Regions from separate parts of the Mus musculus genome. Here regions 1, 2 and 4 are each linked to region 3. A link is a contact called in public Micro-C and promoter capture Hi-C data. All regions are on one chromosome and are shown on one strand. Each heading gives the region's core, a stretch centred on a gene start, on an enhancer-like site or on the middle of the called end of the contact. The rest is flanking DNA. Distances are from core to core; before and after follow the strand shown.

Region 1 (5,432 bases), core at 1,391-3,890, 370 kb after region 3:
CTCCCCTCCACTCCCCCCCCCCTGTTTCTGTCTCTCTGTCTCCGTCTCTCCCTCTCTCTCTCTCTGTCGATCTGCCCCCACCACCTCTGAAATCAAACCTTAGATATAACCCAGGCAGTGAAATCACCCTCTGTTCCCAGAAAAGACGAGGAACTAAACTGGATTTTTCAGTTCATTATAGAAAAAAAAATGCAATGGTATTTATTATATGAGACCCTGATGGTCATGTGGACACAGATTAGCAAGAGTTGATGTTCTTCAATTTCCTCCTGAAAATAAGAATATTCAACTGATCTGGAGAATTGTAGCAAGGAGCAAATGAATGCATGTTTGCTACTGAGGTTATTGGAATTGGGAGAGATTGGCCTTGGCCCAACCTCACTGCACTTTTCCTGTTTCTTCAGTCCCTCATCTCAACCCAGGTACCAGCTGACACCCAGAAGGCGGTGTTGCTTGCAGAAAAGGCAACATGGACGGTTGATGAGGAAGGAGACCGGCGCAGGGGGAGGGAGATTGAAAGGAATGGGAATAAGCGGGTAACTACGGGTGGAGAGGAGGTCCCAATTGCTGGACACCATGACGTCCCTAGCGGGTGGCTCAAGGCAGCGCATATCCGTGATATCCAGGCCTCTGGAGTCCCTCAAGGACAGGGAGGCAGGTGTGAGTCAGCAAAGACCTTTTGCCTAGGGCCCAGCCCCAAGCCAGGTCTACCCTCTGCGATGAGTGGGATGACCCAGCTGTGTGTGTGCACACACCTTGCAGTCTGCGACCTTTCTTCTCTTAGACCCTGGTAGGAGCATCCAGCACCATTCAGTTCTTCTTCTCTGAGGCACTCATGGGTCAGAACTTCCAGGAGGTGGAGTTAGAAAACTACGAGCCTCAGCCTGGAGACCTGTTCCTGTTCAAGTTGCAGACCCCTAAGGCACAGTGGTGCGGGGCCCACGTGGGTGTTTACTGCGGCCAAGGAGAGATCATACACTTTGAGGGTGAGCAAAAGAAATTTGGCCACTCGTGAGCAAGCTGTGCTGGGACGAAAATTAGGACGAAGGTGTAGGTCTCTGAAGATGGGGGAGAGAGGGTTGGGCAGCCAAGGGTGTGGGGCTTCAATTTGAGGAAATGCTAGGGCAGATTACTGAGTCGCACCAAAGCTAGCTCCGATTTGCTCTGATTTTGGGCCTGCTATCCCCACAGGCAGGACCTCCAACCAGAATGGAGTACAAACGTTTCTGGGTTACTGTGAGGGTGTCGTGTGTAAACAGGGGCACAGAGCTCTGCAGCGCTCCCGACAGCTCTGGCGTGTGCTACGCAGGCGCGGTGGCGTTGACCCTAGGGTGCTGGAGAGCCGCGTGCGAGAAGCTATGGACAACGATCCTCCTCCCTACCATCCCACTAGCAGCAACTGTGTGCACTTTGCACTGAACCTGTTGGGCATGGACTCAGTAAGTGCCTCTCTTCTACCTGCCCACATCCCATGCCAGCCCCAGTCTGCTAACAAAGGCACCTAACCAACTTGCTCCAGCATAATTCAGATGATTCCCCTCTCCACTACACCCAGACCAGGTTCCTTTCATCTTAAACTCTTTACTCTGGCAATCTAAAGTCCCCAGAATAGGTGTACCTATTTTTGAAGTTACACACTTTGAAACCCTTTAGCGCCAGGTAGACCTCAGGCTACTGTTCTTAGATCCTGAGCAGATATATTTACTGAACATGACCGATCTCCAACCCAGGGGCTGCTCCAACTCCATCCTTCTTTTTGCAGTAGAACTTTCTATTGATCCAAAGTCCGCCTTTCTCAGTTCCATCCTTTTCCAAACAGTCCACCAATTCTGATCTTAGAGAATTGGGACCCTAGTCTACAAATCTCGGTCCTTGGGAATACTTCCATTCTATGAGCCTGGCCAGGAGTTCCCAATCACTCAACCTCATGTCCAAAATCTAGACCAAAGATAAACAATTCACCATCAGCCTAGTCCAGGGTGTTCTCTCTAATCCAGAACTAGCTACAATCCTTCTTCTTGCTTTCCTTCCTTCCTTCCTTCCTTCCTTCCTTCCTTCCTTCCTTCCTTCCTCCCTTCCTTCCTTCCTTGGGTCTTAGGAGCTAAGCTTGATAAATCACAAAGTCCTGGAGACCTGGCAATTACACCAGACCCTAACTCAATCTGTTCGTCTTCTTTCCCTTCTAGATGTCAATGGACAGGAACCTAACCAGTGATTAATGTGACCTTGGGTCCTCCTGAATGGGCCAAAAGAGGTTTCAGAAGGGATCATTAAAGTATTTTCCCAAACGTAATTAGGATGTTGGAGGTTCTCTTTACTCCACCTAGAACTGATTTGCTCCCAGAATGCCCTTAGCACTTGCTTCCTGGGTCAGCCTCCTCTTAAATTCCACTTCTTCCAGGAAGTTGCTATGATTCCCAGTGAGTAAGCAGGTTATCCTCAGAGGGATTTAGACTGTGTGAAAAAGGATGGAAAGGTACCCACCCCTAAATCTCCAAGGTAGATGTTCCAACCCAGGCCTGCGAGTATGGCCTTCTTTCAGTGTCCCTCACGTCCCCCTCTCTCACTGCATGGGTGGGCGGGTCCGTGGAGGTCAGGTGATCGGGAGGGCGGAGGCAGGAGGTCCGCATCCCTCCAAAGACTATACAGTCATCAGCCCTGCAGCCTTGCTCACTGTGAGAGACCTTTAGATGCTTGCAGTTGCCAGAGAGTTCTGAGAGATTGGGACAGGGCAGGCGCTGTTCCTCCGTCCCCTGTCAGCTCACCCCAACCCTGCACTCCGCGGGTGGTGCCGGTCCCTTTAAGAACCTTAGCGCTCAGCCCTGATTGCTGAATCTGCGCGCTGCCTCCGCCGCGCAGATTGCAGCTCCGCAGAGCTAGGCGTGCATCCCATTCCTCGACCAAAGCCCAACCCGGCCGCTCAGCCACCCCTCAGCGCAGATCCATGTCGGCCGCTCCGGCCTACAGCGAAGACAAGGGCGGCTCAGCCGGTCCCGGGGAGCCAGAATATGGCCACGACCCGGCGAGCGGCGGTATCTTCTCCTCGGACTACAAGCGGTGAGCTAGCGAGCGCCGGCCGGGTGCGGCTGGCGCGCAGGCACCATGGACAGCGCCCGCGAGGCTGCGGCCCTGCCGACCCAGACCCGCCCTGCGCGCTTCCCGGGGTTCCCGCAGCAGGGCCACTTCGCCTTTAGCTACGAAGGGGCGGGGGACCCAAGGCTGGTGGGGGAGGGACCAGACAGGCGGGGTCCTTATGGAACAGCTGCGATGATGTTTGCAGCCTTTTATTCGCTGGCTCAAAGAGAAACCAAAACAAAACCCCCAAAACCAATTCCGTAGGGGACGGGTCTGAATTGGGGAACTGGAGTTTGAGTGTGGTCCACTCCAGGAAGCCGGCCCTGGATGTAGACTGAGAAACTGGCTCCTCCTGCAAATTAATTTCTCCATCTTTCCCCAACCCCCACATTGCCCTATGATTCAGCCCTACTTGGTTTGAATCTTACCTTTGACTCATTCATTTATTTGTTCATAAATTCAATAGCACATTAATTAAAGGCCTGTGGACCTGTTAGTCACGGAACGGAGTAGTGAACAGGAGCCAATAGATTGTTCCAACCGGGAGCACAATTGTAGCCCTGACAATTCAAGGGTCAGGAGTGGGAGTGCAAGACATGTTCCATTTCAGGGAGGAAGGTACTCTCGTGTTAGAAATGGGTCTGGGGTCTCAGGGAAATCACCACACAATCCAGAGCACAAGGCGCAAGCGAATGCACTTCTTCAGAAGGGTCACTCAACCAGGCAGGTTCACCGAGTGCGAGTCCCACTGGATTTTTATTACTAATGATCGGGTGACCCTGTTCCTTACCCTGCATGGTCAGTGCTAGGCCTCACATGCTCAAGCAGCTGCAAACAGCAACAAACCCTTAAAAGTCAGTCAACTGATATGCAAAGTGCAACTTTTGAGAACAGGATGCAGCTGTGAGCACATACTTTGATCTTAGACAAATGTTAGGCTGTGAGCCTGTCCAAAATTCATAGCCCCTGGGGCTGGCAGGCCTCTACTGGGAAGAGTACACCTGAGACAAAGGAATGGAGACTTTTCTAACGCTATATAACGTAATAAAAACTCCACTGGTATAAAAGATGTGCAGCTGGGTGTGATGGTGCTCGCCTTTAATCCCAATCTCAGAGGAAGGGGCATGAAGACTTCTTTAAGTTCAAGGCTAGCCTGGTCTACATAGCAAGTTCTAGGACAGCAAAGACTACAAACAAACAAACATTTCATTTGCAAGCCAGGGTTACAAATAAATAAGTAAGCAAATAAGCATATTTCATTTCTGTTTCCTACATCCCAGAGGACTAAGGGAAGCCACAGTGTAGGTTCTTCTGATGTTAGCATGCAGTGGCTAGAATCACGCAGCAGGTCACTAGAATGAATGAGGGCTCTAAGCAGGTGCTGCCACCAGATTTGCGTGTTGGAAGGATCTCATGCTGGACCGATGAGACCAGAAGTGATCTGGGTTGAGCAAGAGACAAGGGAAGGAGATATCAGAGTTGCCTGGCTGGGCACGGGATGGCTTTAAATCTAAGCTGCTTAAACTGTGGGTCCCCACTGGGTCTGTCAACTGAAGGCAGTATTCACAAAAGGTTTGGTAACATGACAGGATACCGAACACACAAAAATGAAAAATCAATGAAAATCAAACACACAATAGAACTCAGGTTTCTGACTTATGGCGCATACTGAGACTTTACTGCTGCTGAGTCTAACCACATAACATTTGCACTTCGAAACTGTGATTCCATCGTACCAAACACTGACAGACACTGCCTGACACACCTTGGTGCACACCAGAGATTATCCCTGGCGCTGTGAACTGCCTGCCGCATTTTCAATTGTACATACAAAATCGTCTACTCTTAGGGAAAAGTAATGGTCTAATTACAGAAATAAAGACTTTTAATATTGTCCTATCATCATTCCTCAGCGTGTATCAGATTAGTATATCTTTAGATTAGAATGTTTCACAAGCACCTTACTATACAAATTTGCTTTAGTCCTGAGTGATAAAATTATGTGTACTAGATAACTGGTTTTGGTAACTTTTTATTAATTTTATATGCACGTGTAAGTGTGCATATGTGTGTGAAGTGTACATGTATGGTGTATGTGCACATGTATGAGCGGTGGGCATGTCATCTGACTACAGGAGGATATCCTTTTCGGTCACTCTCTGCCTTGCTTCTTTGGTGAAGGGTCTCTCACTGAACTAATTTTTTGGTTTTTTTGAGACAGGGTTTCTTTGTGCAGCCCTGGCTGTCCTGGAACTCAATCTGTAGACCAGGCTGGCCTTGAACTCAGAGAGTTGCACCTGCCTCTGCCTCCCAAGTGCTGGGATGGGATCAAGGCATGCACCACCACCGCCAGACTT
Region 2 (4,767 bases), core at 1,283-3,782, 380 kb before region 3:
TGTACCGAGTCATTTTATCTCAAGGCTAAAGGATTCAAAACAAATGGTATATCATTGTACTGTTGGTTACACTGAGATACTGATAAGGGAAAATGGTAGAAACAGACACTATGTTCTAAACTTCCTGTGAAAACACCCATGACCTCACCTAACTCTTTACAGCAGCGGAAAGTTCCATGCCAAGCCGCTTCCCACCTAAACTGGCTTATTCAAAATATCAGCAAAGATGTCTTTGGTAAAAATAGTGTTGATGCAGAAATCACCCTTTGTAAGTATTCGCCACATAAATACAGACTTGGAGGTATCTACATTTCTTGAAGAGTTGAAGTCTTGGGGAAGAGGTGCCTGAGTGTTTTCAACTATTTCTTGTCCCCTTTGTCCCTTGTATGACTACATCATTGTACAGTTGAAGAATAAAAACGGGGCACTGTGGTAATTGAATGAAGGACGCCAACTTGTGTTTATAGTTTTAAATAAGAGGAAATGATCCATCGGTGACTTTGAAAGGAAATAAAACTGTAATTCATGTAATGTATGTTAAATAGCCCAAAGAGTTGTTTCTGAGCTTTGAAACCTGGGGCTGAGAACATAGCAGAACAGACCAGGACATGCCCGGGCAAGCCCATCGCCTCCCTAGCTCCCACCCCTCTGACCTAAGTTAAATGTTACAGGCTGCTGATGTTTAAATGGACCAATCATGTGAAACCGCGCCAATTCCTCCCCCAGCCCCACTCCTTTTCTATAAAACCCCCTAGCTTCCAAGCCTCGTGGTCGAATCCACTGTCTCCTGTTGTGTGAGATACGTTTCGACCCGGAGCTCCACCATTAAAAAACCTCTTGTTGTTACATCAAGGTGTTGTGTTCTATTCGCGATTCTTGGGTGCACGCCGAATCAGGAGCTGAGTGGGGGTTTCCCCACTGAGTTCTTTCAACTTCAGAATTTGAATTACTTTACAAGAATCACAACGTTACACGGGTGAAGCGGGGGGGGGGGGGGGGGGGGTCAGTGGTTAAAAGTAAACAGAACAACAGCAAAACTTTCCGTTCAGCAGAAAGTCACACATGAAAAGCCAGCCTGGATTTCTCTAGAGTCTCTTAAAACAGGAAGACTCATCCCTCAAGACTCATATTTGAAACCAACGGCCACATGGGCTTAACTACTGTGTGGAAGGATATGAGACACCAAAGTGTCTCTTAAAAGTCTGAAGAGAAAAGACCATTCATCTGACCTCAGAATAGATTTTAAACCTTCTGACATTTCTCCTTTTCTTCCTGACATTGATATTCTTGGCATTTTTGTCTAGGCTCTGCCCCACAGTCACCTGGCAACAGTCAGGTGTGCCTGACTCACTATAAAAGGGGCTACTCGCCCCCACCCTCCTCACTCTCTTCTCCTTTTTCTCTTCTTCCCTTACCCTCTTTCCTCTCTCTCCCCATTCCCCTCCCCCATCTCCACGTGCAGATGGCCAGCCTCCTCTCCTCCTCCTTCTTCCCCCCCCCCCCCCCCCCGCCATTTTCTGTCTCTACTACTCCCCTCAATTCCCCTCCCCATTCCCTGAATAAACTCTATTCTATACTATAACATTGTGTGGCTGGTACCTCAGGGGGAAGGGATGCCTCAGCATGGTCCCGCAGAGGCATCCCCTCCCCCACACCATACAGAAACCTCCACCAAACATACCCCTTTCTCTTTCTTGTTATAAAACACAACAGAAATGGCAGTCAAAAAACAGTCGTCCAGCTCTCTTCAGAGCACTTATCACAGCTATCATGGCCAAATAAGGTTAGAAATCAATCATGGGATGAGGGAGTGTTGTGAGCACCTGCAGGAGGACTGCCTAAATGAGACCCAACACACCTGCAAAAAATGAGGTCAAGGAGGCCTCCTCCTCCTCCAGCCCTGCAGGGAAGTGAGCCTGACAGGTCACACTGTCCCCGTCCACATTACAGGAGTCGGAAGGGGGCTGTTGGCAGAGAAAATACCCCAGGGCATAAGCTGTAAACTTGCACCACAGCTGTACACGGTGCTCCAGTGCTGAGAAGTAATGGCCTCCCAGTGAGAGGGTGGAGAGATGGAGAGACAGAGAGAGACAGAGACAAAGTATACAAGCACACTTCCTGTCCGGATAGCGTCTCACTCCTGTAGCTTCTCTGACTGGAGAAAGTCGGTGCCTGAAGGAAAGTGAGGACATGGCCTCGCCCAGGAGGGTATTTATTGTAGGTGTGAGGGAGAGAGCGGCCAGAGGCATCTGCAAGAGTTCAGACTGAACATGGACAGCAGAACAAACCAGGCCATGGGGCGGGGGGAGGTGGGGTAGTGAAAGAGGAAGAGGAGAGAGAGAGATAAGAGTGGGGACCAGGAAATGAACCAAGAGAACATGTGGCCAAACTGTTTTATATAGCAGGAAAGAGAAGCTGGGGCAGGGCGGAAAGAGAAGGGAAGAGAAGGGGAGGGAAGGAGAAGGAGAAGGGAAGGGAGGGGGTGGAGGAGTTTAAGGCAGGGGTTGAGGGTGAGAAGCTCTGGAGAGGAGCCAGGGCTCTGTAACAGATCTTTGAAATGCTAGGAGATCCTGGAGGCCAATGGCTGATCCCTTTGATATGTTAATAGGCACCTCGCCCATTTGTCCAGGATTTCCTAGGGACCTAACTGTACCCCTCCACATCTCCCTGATCCCCTTTCACCAGGAGGTCCTCAGTGGGGGCACTGACCATCAGTAGTTAAACTGTTACTGATACCCCAGCTGACAACACTTGAGTTCCAGATATCCCAAGCCAGCATGTCCTGCTCTGCCCTTTCTCCTGCATGCTGCCCCTCCCCAGGAGACAGGAAGAAGGGCTGGATAAAGACCTCAGACATTATGACTGTGACTTCAAACCTGCATACAAATCATGAAGTAATTCAATTTGGTTTTGCAAAGCACATGCTGTCCAGGGCACATTTCACCAACCATCTGCTCCAAACCAACATGGTGGCCCGCAGTCCCGAGAAATGGCCATAAAGTGAGCACTGCACCTTTCCAGTCCTTGGAGGACATTGTAATCCGAGCCCTTTGCTGCTCAAGGCCTGTGAAGCGGTCTGTCCATTTACTGCCCCTTGCCTGGACCCAACACTCTCGAGTCCACCTCATTGGTGCTTCTCTGCACCCGCATGGCTCAGGCTTCCTGGCCAATTTCACTCTGAAAGAGGCACACCGGGAGGAGAAGCAGGGTCGAGAGTGTGCCTCTTTCAAACCCCTCCCCTGAACTTTAGGCTGTGTATAGTCACTTCTTCCCTCTGGCCCCTGAACCCAGAGGCAGGAGCAGCTTCTGGGAATTTCTAATCTCAGGCTCTAGGCATCTATACAGAAAAACTCTAGTACGAAGCCTCCTTTATTTGAAATGCTGAGCAAGGCCACTCTGCCCCACAGAGCCTGGGTCGGGGCGGAGCCTCTTCACCTTTGCTCTGCGGTGTAAGTGTTCCTGCCTCCTGTCATGCCTAAGGGGGAAAAATTGGACTGGAGAGATTGCTCAGTGGGTAAACACATTACACATTGCCACCAGGCCTGGCACCTGAATTTGATCCAGACCCCGCATAATGGAAGGACAGAATTAACTCCCTAAAGTCGTCCTCCAACCTCCACACATTATGGATACTGCACATATCTGCACACTCATGCACCCTATTTACAAAACAAGTAAATACAATGCTTTAAACGTTTAAATACAGGTCAGGTGTGGTGGCACATGCCTTTGATTCCAGCGCCCTGAAGGCAAAGGTAGGGGGAATCTCTGTAAGTTTGAGTCCAGCTTAGTAGTCTACATAGCAAGTCCCAGGCCAGACAGGGCTACAGTGAAAGCTTGTCTCAAAAACATTTTTTGTTCATTCAGTTGTGTATTTTTATTTTTTAAATTAATTTAGCAGATACATAAAACAAGCGATTTACATATTTATGAGATCCCAAGTGATATTTTAACACATGTATTATTGTATAATGTTTAACTGAGGGTAAACTTATCATCTTAAACATCTTTTTTTTTTTTTTTTTTTATTATATGTAAGTACACTGTAGCTGTCTTCAGACACTCCAGAAGAGGGCATCAGATCTTGTTATGGATGGTTGTGAGCCACCATGTGGTTGCTGGGATCCGAACTCCGGACCTTTGGAAGAGCAGTCGGGTGCTCTTACCCACTGAGCCACCTCACCAGCCCCTTAAACATCTTTATAGTAAGAAATTCTAGTCCTTACGTGTGTCTTTGTCAGCTGTCCTGTATGTTACTGCTGTCTGGGGTCACCCTAACCTGCAGTTGCACCCCAGAAAATCCTCCTTCTGTCTCACTTGTACCTACTGAGCGCCCTCTCTCCACCCCTCTGTTTTCCTCCACTCTTTTTTTTTTTTTTCAGAAAAACAATTTTTAATTTGTGTGTGTCCTTATATTTTTGTTTGGGTTTTTGCTTAGATTTGTTTTGTATCTATTCAGGTGTTCACTGTATTCTTCAGACAGTCATAATTTACATAGTCAAGCAAGCATCTATTACCTCGATGCACAGTTAAAACATACTTTCTTTGCAAATTTCCATTATGCAATAAATAGATAAAAATGACTGAGTAATGTGTGTGTGTTTGTGTGTGCGTGTGAGTATATGTGTGTGTGTGTGTTTGCATCTCTGTGTGTATGTGTGTTTGCATCTACGTGTGAGAGTGCATGAGAGTTTGCAAGTGTGTGTGGGAGTGTGTGTATGTGAGAGTGTATATACTTATAGGAGTGTATGCATGTGTGTTACTTGT
Region 3 (5,349 bases), core at 2,715-5,214:
TCATTGGTTTCTCCTTCCCACCCATCCTGTGCACCTGCTTCTTCCTCATCCTCCCTTACCTCTAATATGGCAGCGGCCTAGCTGCCTCTGCCCTCCTGTTTCTCTAACCCATCTCCCTGGAAGCTAACGAGCCTAAGCACCGAGTCTGCCACCGCCCCTGGGCCAGCCGTAACCCCTCACACTGAGTTCCTTATGATTGCACTTGCCCTCCAGGGAGAGAGCTCTGCTTCCCCATGCGCCAGGTACCTTTACTGGCCTCAGAGAGACTCCAGACGAACAAGAGAGGCCTCTGTCTACATGGAGAGACTTATCTTGTAGATTCTGAGCTCCACCTACCGTAAGGACACCCCAGCCCTACAGAGACATCCAGATTGCCAATACTGGCAGGACTTCCTATTCTGGCGAAATATCTGCCTGGTTCTCTCTGTCACCCTGGTGTATACCACCCACTCTCCCTCCACTGCCACTCAGAGACGCTACAAGCACTGATCCTCAGCCGGTAGGTCTCCACACCATGGCCTGCACCCTGAGATCTCCAGATAACCTTCATCACGTGCCTCTGGGAACGAGGAAGAAAGGGGGATGAACAGAACGGAAGGGGAAATGATGGGCAGGTAAATGTACCCACTTACATGGAGAGTGGGTGGAGGGGTGGTAGGTGAAAGAGCCTTGGGATGTAGGATGAGTTCTCTAATATCATGAGAAGGAGGCTGGGTCTGTGGGAGAGCTAAAAATAGAGGTTTCTAATGCCTCACAGCAGTGCCTTCTCCAGACGTCTCACAAGGGTCCAAAGCAGAGGAAGGAGAACCTGTCATGGGTCACAAGCGTGATGCTGCTCTAAGATATCCAGGGAGGAGAGGAGCAGTTGGGTGAGCCATGTGACAAGGTGTGAAGGATGAGCCCAGAGGCGGGGACTGGTCAGGAGACAGGGCTCTCCCTGGACACCAAAGACTGAGCTCACAGCCAGCCTGCTTTCGGGGCTGGGCACTGATGGGATATGGCAGGCAGCATGAATTAGTTCAGGCTGTCCTCTCATGCTCCCTACCTCTGAGAGAGGAAGACAAATGAAGAGAAACTGGGGCAGTAGGTCATTTCTTCCTCCTAGGTCTGTTCTTGGAGACCCTCTAGGGAAAACAACACATGCCTGAGACAGACAGAAAGAGGTCTAAGTGGGATTGCAGGTGATGGGCAAGCGGAGCTTTGAATAAGCCATGGTTGTTAGCCTTGAATGGTGGGAAAAGTTACTGGGGCTCTTTGGTGAATCCTCCGGACTGCCAAACAGCCCTAGGCTGCTCTCCCAACAAACACCAGGCTAGCCCTCCCCCTTCCTTACCTAGCTCACATATACCCCAGAACACCTGCAAGGCTCTGTCCCCAGATCTCACCATTACTGAACATAGGTGTAGGTGGGTGCATTGTGAGACCCCCCCTCAAGCCCTTTCCTGACCCTTCAACCTATCTGATCAGGCTATTTCTGAGTTTCATAAAAGACCCTGGGGAAACAGAAGCCCAGGTTAAGAAAGTGTAACTGAATGCCTGCTACACACAAGGCACTGGGCTGGACAGAGCAGTACCAAGACAGGCTACAGCCTGGGAAGGTGAGCTCTGACCACAGGAAGGAACTCTGTGGGAAAAGTGAGTCATGAGGCTGAGGGGGCTCAAAGCAGAAGGCCCTGATTCAGTGGGAGGATGCACAAATGAAGAAGTGACCGTTTCATTTACTCAGGGCTGTCAAGCTAAGCGTGTCTTCGGCAGTCAGCAATGGGGAGGAAGGAAGAAGGAGGCGAGAAGGTGGAGCAGGTGCTAAAGACAGTCAACATTGGGGGTGGGAGTGGGGGAGCTGGAGGCTCAGAGATGTGAAGGGGCTCAAGCAGGAGGGAGCCTTTGCCATTGGCTGTGTCAGAGTAAGCCAGCACCAGCGAACTCAGAGGAGGACATGGACACTAGAGTAGCTCTGAGACTTACCAAGAAAGGAGACAGTAGGAAGAAGAAAGTGAAGTGCTATAAGGGAGGCGTTATGGGCTGCTGGCATTTAGCCTGCAGGTCCAACCGTGCAGGAGGGTGTGTGTGTGTGTGTGTGTGTGTGTGTGTGTGTGTGTGTATGTGTGTGTGGCTGGAACGAGTCCACACCAGGGCTCAGCACTGATCAGTAACACACAGTAATATGTCATCAAATCCTCACCACCAGCAGCAGCCCTTCCTAAATTGCTCTTCCTGCAAATGCCTGTCCATCACATCCACTTCCTTCCCCTACCACGCTCACCCCCTTCCCTATGCCCTGCTCTGTTGTCTTCATAGCATGCTACTCTATATATCTGATGGTGTCTGTTTTAATGCATGACTCCTCAGCAAGGACATGGCCTGTTCAGCGAGGGCTCCAAGCACAGAGGTGTTCAATGAATGGTATTACTTTAGGAGCCTAGGTCCCTGTGCTCTGTTGACAGGCACAAAACATCTGACTGCTCGGAGCTGCTGCTTCAGGAGATGCACCAAAGGCCAAGCACAGGGGCAGCCTGTGTCTAAGGGAGCGTCGCAGTGCTCACTCATGCCGTCTGGATGAGGTGACCTCAGCAGTGAGAGAAAACCATTGACTGTGTGCATACTCCGCTAGCAGTCTGGAGGTCTGGCACGGGCTGCAGGGTATAGATTGATGCAATTTCCTTAGCACCAACTGCTATGAAAAGCACAGCCAGTTACTTCCTCCTCCAGCAGCCCACAATCAACTTCAGCAGGGCCACCGCTGGCGCCTTTCCACTGACCACCCAGGCCTTCGGCTGCCCATGGGGGCTCGTCAGTCAGTGATCCCTTTAGAGAAGTGAAAGCCAAGACTGGGACCCAGAGCCCTTACAGAATTCGTCGGTTCCTTAGCATTAAACTGATCACTGAACCTTTGCTCCTGGCCAGCATCGAACCTCTATCCCTTTCACAGCGCCCTTGCACAAAGTTCCCACAAGATCCTTGAGGTGCAAAGACAGACCAGAACACTAAAGCCAGGTCACCCTGTTAGTAGCAAAGGCTCAGAAAACCATGGTTATTTCTGTTAGCCGCTCACAACAGTTTCTAAAATTATAAAATGGTAAGTATGTGAAAGTCCATACAAGGAAAGCGTTCCTTTCAAATAAGGCGGTTCGTGCCTTCCGTGTTGCTCTGCACCCCTCTAGTGTCTGAGAGCCTCGGAGGCAGGGGCATTTCGGTATTGACCTTGGTAATATCAGCTACCCACCCAGTACTGGCAAAGAGCAGGCGCCCAGCTCTCAGACCTTGAACTGCCCTAGCCCAGTTTGAGGACCTAGGGCCGGGTGACCCTGGTGCCTCCCTCATGCTGCGGGCGTGGCGTTTCTGGAAGCTACCCAGTCCCAAAGCCGCGGTCCCAAACCCGCGGAAAAGTTGCGGGCTCTTGTCTACCCCGCGCGCGCTCACTCACTCGTGCTGGGCCGCCAGGTGGTTGAAGATGTAGGTGACCGGGATGGCTGAGAGGGACAGCACAAAAACCCCCGTGGCCGCAGAGGCACTCATTGCCACCTCCGGGTCGCTCTTCTTTCACCGCATCGCGCCGGGGGTCCCCTGGCTCAGCTTCCGGCGGCGCCGCGCCCCTCGCCGCTGCCCTTCCAGGCGGCCCCCGGCCGCGTCTCCTCTGCGCGTCCCCGTCGCCCGTAGCTGCCCGGCGCGCACAGAGAGAGGCACCACCCGGGTGCTCTAGGGCCGCTGTACGATCCCCAGAGGCGTCCCCACCAGGCTCCTGCTAACGAACGCAAGGGCTCAGCAGCCACCGCGAGGAGACAAGCGCCCCAGGACGCTTGCTTTAATGGGAAAAGGAAGGGCCCGGCGAAGGACGCGGGTCACAGATGGGAGCTGGGCATCCTCGAGCTGGAACGGAGCTGGGCTGAGCCAAGGGCCAGCAGAGGGTGGAGCCAGATCTGAGGGTGTCAGAGCCCGCAGGCCCGCGAGATCGGCTCAGAGACCTGTGGGGACAGATGCTCCTGGAACAACACTGTGCCGCCCTCCCACCCCACCCCCCGCGCGCACCCCTTCCCTACACACAGCTGCCATCAACGTCCGCAACCAATGTTCCAGTGCCAAGTGGAAATATTTGTTTTCCACCTTGGTTGCTCACTCACCGCCCCTTGACCTTGATCAAGTTACTGAAACATTCTGTATCATTTCTCTGTGAAATGGGAATAACCTGCTCCCTCGTATGATTGTGGAAATCGACCGAGTTAACAAGCGTGGAGTGCTTGCCCTGCACTGCTCAGCACACTGGTCTGTCTCCTGCTCCCTTTCTTTTTTTGTAGCAGAACTGACCCTCAGAGGAATGCCCTGATGTAAGACACTGAGGCAGCGTTCATTCCTTGCCTGGAGTGTTTTTGGAGGCCAGGTTACCACCGGCTAGCCTGGCAGGTCCTGAAGATTAGGGCTCTTCGTGGAATATTCCCAGACGTCTGGGTGTAGAGCATGAGAGTGCCGCCCAAAGAGCTGCTTGAGCAGGGTGTGCTCAGGAAGCCCCCTGGGCCTGAGTCCTGTTGGTATGGCCCCAGGGAAGGGAAAAGAAGTGGGCTCCGGAGCAACAGTGGGGGCAGCAGAGTGCGCGCCTTCCTGTCTTTAGGTCAGAGGCTTACAGGTCATTTGGCTCATTTTCAATGTGAGGAAAATGAACCTGCACCAGGACAGTCGGTTGTTCCAAAGCCAGCTCTCCTACTATCTGCCCTCCCTTTTCTTGAAAACTCAGCCAACAATGGGCACAAAAGGGTAAAGACTGTCCAAACGGCAGCATCTCGCAAAGCTTCTCCCAGAAGTCTCAGTGGGAACCTGGACATCGCTCACGATCTTCCATGATCGCTCCTTGCCTTTACCACCTCCTTCATTCCCCAAAGCGCCTTCTCTCCTCCAGGCCATCTCCTAGGCCAGTTTCCCAGCCAGTCCAACCTCCTCCACATCCCACACCGAGCTGCTTTAGCCGTCTGCGTGTATCCTGAGTCTCTCGGGCTGCTCTGAATCTTTCTTGTCTACCTAGACACTTGCTGCATATCATTTCTATTCCTTCTCATCCATGCTTGGGCTTTTTTAAAATTCAGAATCATATTTATGGAAATAACTTAATAGAGGCTGGGGGTGTAGTTGATCGTGCTTGCTTTGTGTGCACAAATCTTAAGGCTCTGTCCTCGTGCACTTCATGAACTGACTTTGATGGGGGCTCATCTGAAATCCCAGCACTAAGAGATGGAGGCAGAGGGAGTCCCTGGTTCAAGGTCATCCTTAGCTACCCAGCAAGTCTGAGGCCGACCTGGGATATATGAGATTCTGTCTCAACTAACAAAAAGGTACCGGGAAATGCCACAGAGTATGCCACAT
Region 4 (5,444 bases), core at 2,298-4,797, 400 kb after region 3:
TTTTTACCTCTGAATCAGCTTTGATAGAGAATAGGGGCAAATTTCTAAGAACTATCAACACAGAAAGATTGGGAAATAGCTTTGGCTTGCTACATGGGCTTGAATCCCCAGCACCCACACAGAAACCCAACCCCAGGATCCCAGGGACTCATTGGTTAGCCAGACTAGCCAAAAAGTGACCTCCAGTTTCACTAAGACACAATTTTAAAAGGGGAAGTGGTGGTAGAGCCATGGAAGAAGACATCCAGTGTCAATTTCATGCCTCTGCATGAACACACATGCTCATGTGCACATAAATACACACAGCACACATACACAGTTATTTATTGATCTTGGGAAATTTTGCTCACAGAACATATTTTATTGACTGCATTGTGGAGAATAGAAGTTCTTAGATATCCAAACTATCTTAGATCTTTGAAGACCTTGATATTATTTCCAGCTTTAAATATTTTTCATAAAGCTTTAAACTATAGTGTGATCAAATTTATCATTTTCATTTTTTATTATTGTTTATAATTTGAAGAATTTGTCTATGGGCTGAGGCAATAAAAATGTCTCCTTCTAGGCCACATAGCATAGACTTATAACCCTATGAGTTTTACCTTAGGAGGTAAATGCAAGAGAGTCTCAGTTCAAGACTATCCTGGGCTACATGGTGAGACCCTGCCTCAAAAAACCAAAACAACAAATTAAAATATTTTTGGTTGTGAGTCTAGACTTTAACAAATTAAAAAAGATGTTCTCCTATATTCTTCTTTAAAATTCCAAAAACAACTTTTCACATTTATATATTTAACCTATTTCAATTTTACATTTATATATGATAAAAGTGAGGCTGATCCTCTGGACTTTAAAAAATTCATTACTCTGTGTGTGTATGTGCATGCACTTGCACATATAGACATGTATACCACACACATACACCCGGTAGGAGGATCAAGGACTCAGTCAGTTCAAAAAATGGGTGGGGTGAGGCAGGGCAAGATGGTTCACCAGGTAAAGACATTTGCTACCAAGCTTGATGACCTGAGCTCAAGCCCCATGACCCACAGAGTAGAAGGAGAGAGCTGCGAGTGTCTTCTGACCTCCACTTGTATCCATATCACACAAATAAATAATAGATGTAAAATATGAAAGGAAGCTGGAGATGCCAAAGGTTTTACTCTCATCAGACTATGAAAACAGAAAACGACAGGTCTGAGTTCTCCATTTGCCCCTGTTGGCAAGGGGTCCTTGAGGAAGTCACTTAATTGCCTTCTTTTGTAGTATACTGGGGGTTGACCCTGGAGTCTTGTATGTACTAGACAAGCACACCTATTGATTATATTCCCAACTCTACTCTTGAGTCTGGGGGTGTGGTGAGGGAATGTAGGGTAGGGGCACACAGGCTTACTAAGTTGTCCTCACAGGCTGGCTTTAAATTTGCAATCCTCCCTCCTGCCTCAGTCTCCCAAACAGCTGAAGCCAAGCATGTTCCTTCTTTGAACAGCAGCCTCTTTACCTATGAGTTAACAAGCAAAGCATTTAGAAGTGTGAGAAGTACACGCTTGAATGCCCAGAAAATACTCCACTCCTCCTGCCTTTGGCTAGGTTTAGGGACGGTGATTTAGCAGCAGAAATCTGTGTTCAAAGTTACTTTCTTATAGGCTGGGAGCTTGAAACTTTATATTTTTTCAGGTATCCATTCCCATAGGCCCTCAGGTGCCATTTCAAGTCTTAGATTCTTATCTTGTTTAACTTTGGGTCAGGGAGGACTGGATGTGAAGGATCACAAATTGGCAGCTACTAAGGTACATGGCGACCTTAAGATGAGATATTTTAGAGGTTTCTGATGCCTATCGGCTAACCTATTCCTTCCATTTAATTAATTAGTTAATTAATTAATTTATTTCCTTGAGGTAGACTTCCTTCAGACTGTAGTTCCTAACTGCCTTCGGATGCAAGGCACCCCTCCTTCTGCCTCATCTGTGATAGTATTGCAGTTATGGGCCTAAGCCACCATGGATGTCTTAGTCATAGATGCCATCGGTCTTTCCAGATATGCCTTGGGTCTTCAGAGCATCTCATACACCCTCACTTACAGTTCCCATGTTGTAGGCATCTAAGTGTGGCACCTCTCAGAATAGGAAGAGAAGAGAAGCAAGAAATACTAGGTTTGATTTATCAGGCCTATGCTGCCAAGATGGGGGTTGGGCTGCTCCTAAGGGGATGGGTTCTCCATACTGTAACCACCCTTTCTGCTTAGGACTTCAGTAACCCTTGGGAACGACCACAGAATGGAGACTAGCCAGCTGTCATTCAGCTCCCTCTGCACTTTAACTCCAGCATCTGTCCTCTTCCCCACCTTCTCCAAACACACTAGGCTAGGACCGTAGGCTTCCTTTCTTAATACCCTGGGCAGAAGCTTATACGTTCCTGCCTCACAAACCTGCCAGCAAGTTGGTAACAGCTTCTTCACCTGTCAGGAGGAACCTTGAGTATAATACGCGCTGAATAAAAAGTATAACATATAAAACACTTAGAAATGTTCAATAAGCTCTGTTCTCTTTCTTAACCAACCTAGTGGCTTATTTCCCACCTCCAACTCTCCAGCAACACCTTAAAAGAGACCTGGCAACTTCCAAGCTTGTTCACCTTTCCTCTAGTTTCCAGCTAGCTGCAGAATAAAAGCCCTTCAGAAACTGGGCTCGGGCTTCCCTCCTGTGGCACCAACACGCATTAGCTGGTCTTAGTCAGATTGAGCCTCTCAGTGCATTCCTCCCTCTCCGCCTTCCCTGGTCTGCAGCCCGGAATGCCATCTCCGCCTCTGCGCTCGCTTGGGCTTCCGGTCTGGTCCAGCCCTAGCTGGCCCATGACGCCTCTCGGAACAACAGCTTCGCTCACCCTGATCTCTTGCCCCGAATTTTGTCAGTAAAGCGTCCTGTCATTCTGGAGGGAGCGTCGGGAGCGGTTTCCCTGGGGAACTGCAATCCGAAGAGGATCACTGCTGTTTTCGGAACTTTCCCGAATCCCCTGACGCCTGCGCTCCGGGTTCCAGCTCGCTCCAGATGCAGTGGCAGTCGGTCTGAAGTGAGGGCGTGTCTGCTGCAGGTGGGGATGGGTGGAGGGGCTGGGTTCGGTGCCACCGGGGCTTCCACCCGAGAGGTCACTAGCAAAGGAGAGGCGTGGTTATACGTTTTTTTGGGGGGGGGGCGCACGTCACCGGCGCAGCGGGGCATCCCAGGGTCTTGTAAATCTGTAGGGAAACTGAGGCCCGCGGGAGAGTGAAATGGTCAGGGTCACCGGGCGAGGGACTTGCTCAGGCCTGAGCCCCCTCGGGCTCCGGGGAGGCAGTGGTGGTCTGTCTTGGCTCGAGCCTCAGAACTAACCCCCACCCCCCGTTCGGACCCCCAGGCCCAGGGTGGGCGGCGGAGCGCGGGTCTGGACGGCAGGAAGGAGCGCAGGGGGCGGGGGCGGGGACGAGGCCGGGCGGGGCCGACACAGGTGCTCCTCGTCAGGCCAGCGCCGCGGAGCTTTATAAGCCGCCGGGGTGCGGAGTCGTGCGCTGCTCGCTGCAAAAATAGTGCCCACGTGTGTGCGCGTCCCGCGCCGCACAGACCCGCCGGCCCGCGCGCCCGCCCGCCCGCCAGTCCCTTAGGGCCACGCCGGACCCCATGGCTTTCTCTCTGGTAAGAGCCGCCGGGGCGGGGCGGGGCCGGGCCGGGCGGGGCTGCTGTCCCCGCCGGCCGCCTCGGCTAACGGTCCGCGCGCAGTCTCGCCACTTCACAGGGCCCCCTCACCGCCGCCCGGGTTAGCGTCCCGGGCGGGGCGCCGGTCACATGCCCGCGGTCGTGGGCCTCGTGGAGCGGTGTGGGGCGCGCGGGGAGGGGCAGGGAGCTTCCTCGTGACTCAGGCCTTTGGGCTTAAAGGCGCCGCGGCCCTTCGGGGGCGACCGCCGGGGCCTCGGAGCTGCACTTGCACAACTCTCGGTGGCCTCGAACATACGTCCAGACAGGAGCCGGCCGCGCGGACGGGCGCCCGGACGCCAACACTTCCTTTTTCCGCAGCCGTCGCACGGGAGAGCTCGAGCGGCCGGCCGGCTGGCCGGCGGTGCCCGCGGCTCCCGTCTCTCTCTTTCCTTCTCTCTCTCTCCCCGAGAGTCGCCTTGGCGTCCCGCAGGAGGCAGGGGCTGGCGGCTCGCTGCGGGCGGCGCAGCAGCGAGCCGCGGAGACCCCCTCAGGCTGGGGCGGCGCAGGGGGAGACGCGCCACGACGGCGCTGACATGGCTCCTTTAAAGCCGAGGTCTCGGGCCCCTCGTGCGGGCCGCGCTCTTTCCAAGCCCGGGGAAGTCACGTGGCTTCACACGTTCGATTGCTCCCGGAGCCCTAGCCCCGAGGGTGGACCGGGCCAGGTGAGGTCGCACGTGCGTGTGACCGGGCTTCGAGGGCTGTCCCCGGGAGCCTCGCGGGGCTGGGGGGCGCGGGCCCGGAGGGGAGGAGGAGTTGAGCAGCCCGCGAGGGGGCGCAGGCGGGAAGCCAGCTAGTCCTCGGCGGCGTCCGCTTGCCTCACTCGGGCGGCCTGGCGGGACGCACTCATGTGGCCTCGAGGGTGTCGCTCAGCGTTTCTCAGCCAGCAAGGCCAGGTGTCCAAATTCGGGGGTGTCGGGTTGCAGATGGGCTCGCGTGGCCTCCAGCCCTGACCTCTGGTTTGGGGGAGCGGAGGCTGGACGCTGGGCGGGTAGGGCTGACAAGGCTGCTTCACTGGGGGCCTAGACGCAACGGGGTGTGTGTGGGGGGAGGCCCATGCCTAGGCAGGGGGACCCATGTCAGCAAAGAGCGTCCTCGGTGGGCAGCGCAGGCCACCCGTGTGGGTTGCTGTGCGGTTCCAGCCTCTCACGGTCACGAGCCTCATTTCCAGGGGGCTCTGCAAGGCCACGGTTCCTGCAAAGTGGCCCGCAACACCAGAAAGCACGGAGCACCTGGGCTCCAGGGTCCTATGCAGCCTCGTTCTGTGCAGCCTCGCAGGCGTTAGTTAGCACCGTGCTCTGTAGTGGCACTTTGTGCCTTGCAGGCTGACTCTGCCCTGCCCTCAGATAGAATTAAGCCTGTGGAAATGTCGGAAGCACCGGAGACCTGGAATAGCCTGGGGCTGCCAGCCTCAGGCCGCCCCATCCCCCACCGCGGCCTCCAGGCCCGACTCTGATGAACGCATTTCTCTGGCAACTGCTTCCTTTGGTCTCCCTGGCTACCGGGCTGCCTCCCCACTCTCTTCTGGCACCTGGGTAAACTGCTGGGCTGCGTCATTTGCTGGGGCCAGTGGGTCGAGTTTAGTGTTCTGGAAAGGCACGCGTGTACCAGCTTTCTCCAGGCCACCTCTTAGGTGATTCGGGCCACGTGTACCAGTGGAGACTTTGATGAGGCGAGTTTCCACTTTCGCATGCTCTTTTTGAGTGTAAGGACACA

What was found. Promoter capture Hi-C pulls out the DNA fragments that hold promoters and counts their contacts. Hi-C and Micro-C count contacts between places; a contact is called where the count stands out from the background.
Region 1: a contact with region 3 is called in a promoter capture Hi-C map of neural stem cells. The contact joins the promoter of Ap3b2 here to the promoter of Tm6sf1 in region 3. A contact is called at or near these places in 1 of 39 promoter capture datasets (neural stem cells) and 1 of 115 datasets of contacts at active chromatin or transcription factors (embryonic stem cells).
Region 2: a contact with region 3 is called in a promoter capture Hi-C map of embryonic stem cells, with 2.4 times the contacts expected there. The contact joins the enhancer-like site here to the promoter of Tm6sf1 in region 3. A contact is called at or near these places in 4 of 39 promoter capture datasets (3T3-L1-derived adipocytes, cranial neural crest, embryonic stem cells and 1 more) and 2 of 115 datasets of contacts at active chromatin or transcription factors (neural tube and stem cell-derived neural progenitor cells).
Region 4: a Micro-C map of embryonic stem cells shows a contact between it and region 3, with 2.6 times the contacts expected there. The contact joins the promoter of Cpeb1 here to the promoter of Tm6sf1 in region 3. A contact is called at or near these places in 3 of 39 promoter capture datasets (embryonic stem cells, hippocampal neurons and second pharyngeal arch cranial neural crest), 1 of 484 Hi-C or Micro-C datasets (embryonic stem cells), 2 of 115 datasets of contacts at active chromatin or transcription factors (astrocytes and embryonic forebrain) and 1 of 9 other capture datasets (adipose tissue).

The regions. Positions count from the first base shown.
Region 1 is chr7:81,491,133-81,496,564 of GRCm38.p6, reverse strand. Ap3b2 (adaptor-related protein complex 3, beta 2 subunit) reads left to right here and starts at 2,640. Exons shown (of 26, transcript NM_021492.3): 1 at 2,640-3,057. The coding sequence starts at 2,945. It overlaps BC048679 (cDNA sequence BC048679), which reads left to right. Exons shown (of 6, transcript NM_001193274.1): 3 at 405-422; 4 at 785-986; 5 at 1,192-1,439; 6 at 2,187-2,291. The coding sequence ends at 2,219.
Region 2 is chr7:82,231,971-82,236,737 of GRCm38.p6, reverse strand. The region is part of intron 1 of Sh3gl3 (SH3-domain GRB2-like 3); the gene reads right to left. Gm32903 (a long non-coding RNA gene) reads left to right here. Exons shown (of 7, transcript XR_003946814.1): 7 at 1-461. Among named protein-coding and RNA genes, the nearest start is that of Gm32903, 22 kb to the left of the region's middle. Within about 2 kb of position 2,532, at least 36 of the 459 cell types and tissues checked have an H3K27ac peak or open chromatin away from gene starts, as enhancers often do. A contact at or near this core is called in embryonic stem cells, where this site is marked.
Region 3 is chr7:81,857,616-81,862,964 of GRCm38.p6, reverse strand. Tm6sf1 (transmembrane 6 superfamily member 1) reads right to left here and starts at 3,964. Exons shown (of 10, transcript NM_145375.4): 1 at 3,425-3,964. The coding sequence starts at 3,516.
Region 4 is chr7:81,452,861-81,458,304 of GRCm38.p6, reverse strand. Cpeb1 (cytoplasmic polyadenylation element binding protein 1) reads left to right here and starts at 3,547. Exons shown (of 12, transcript NM_007755.5): 1 at 3,547-3,671. The coding sequence starts at 3,657.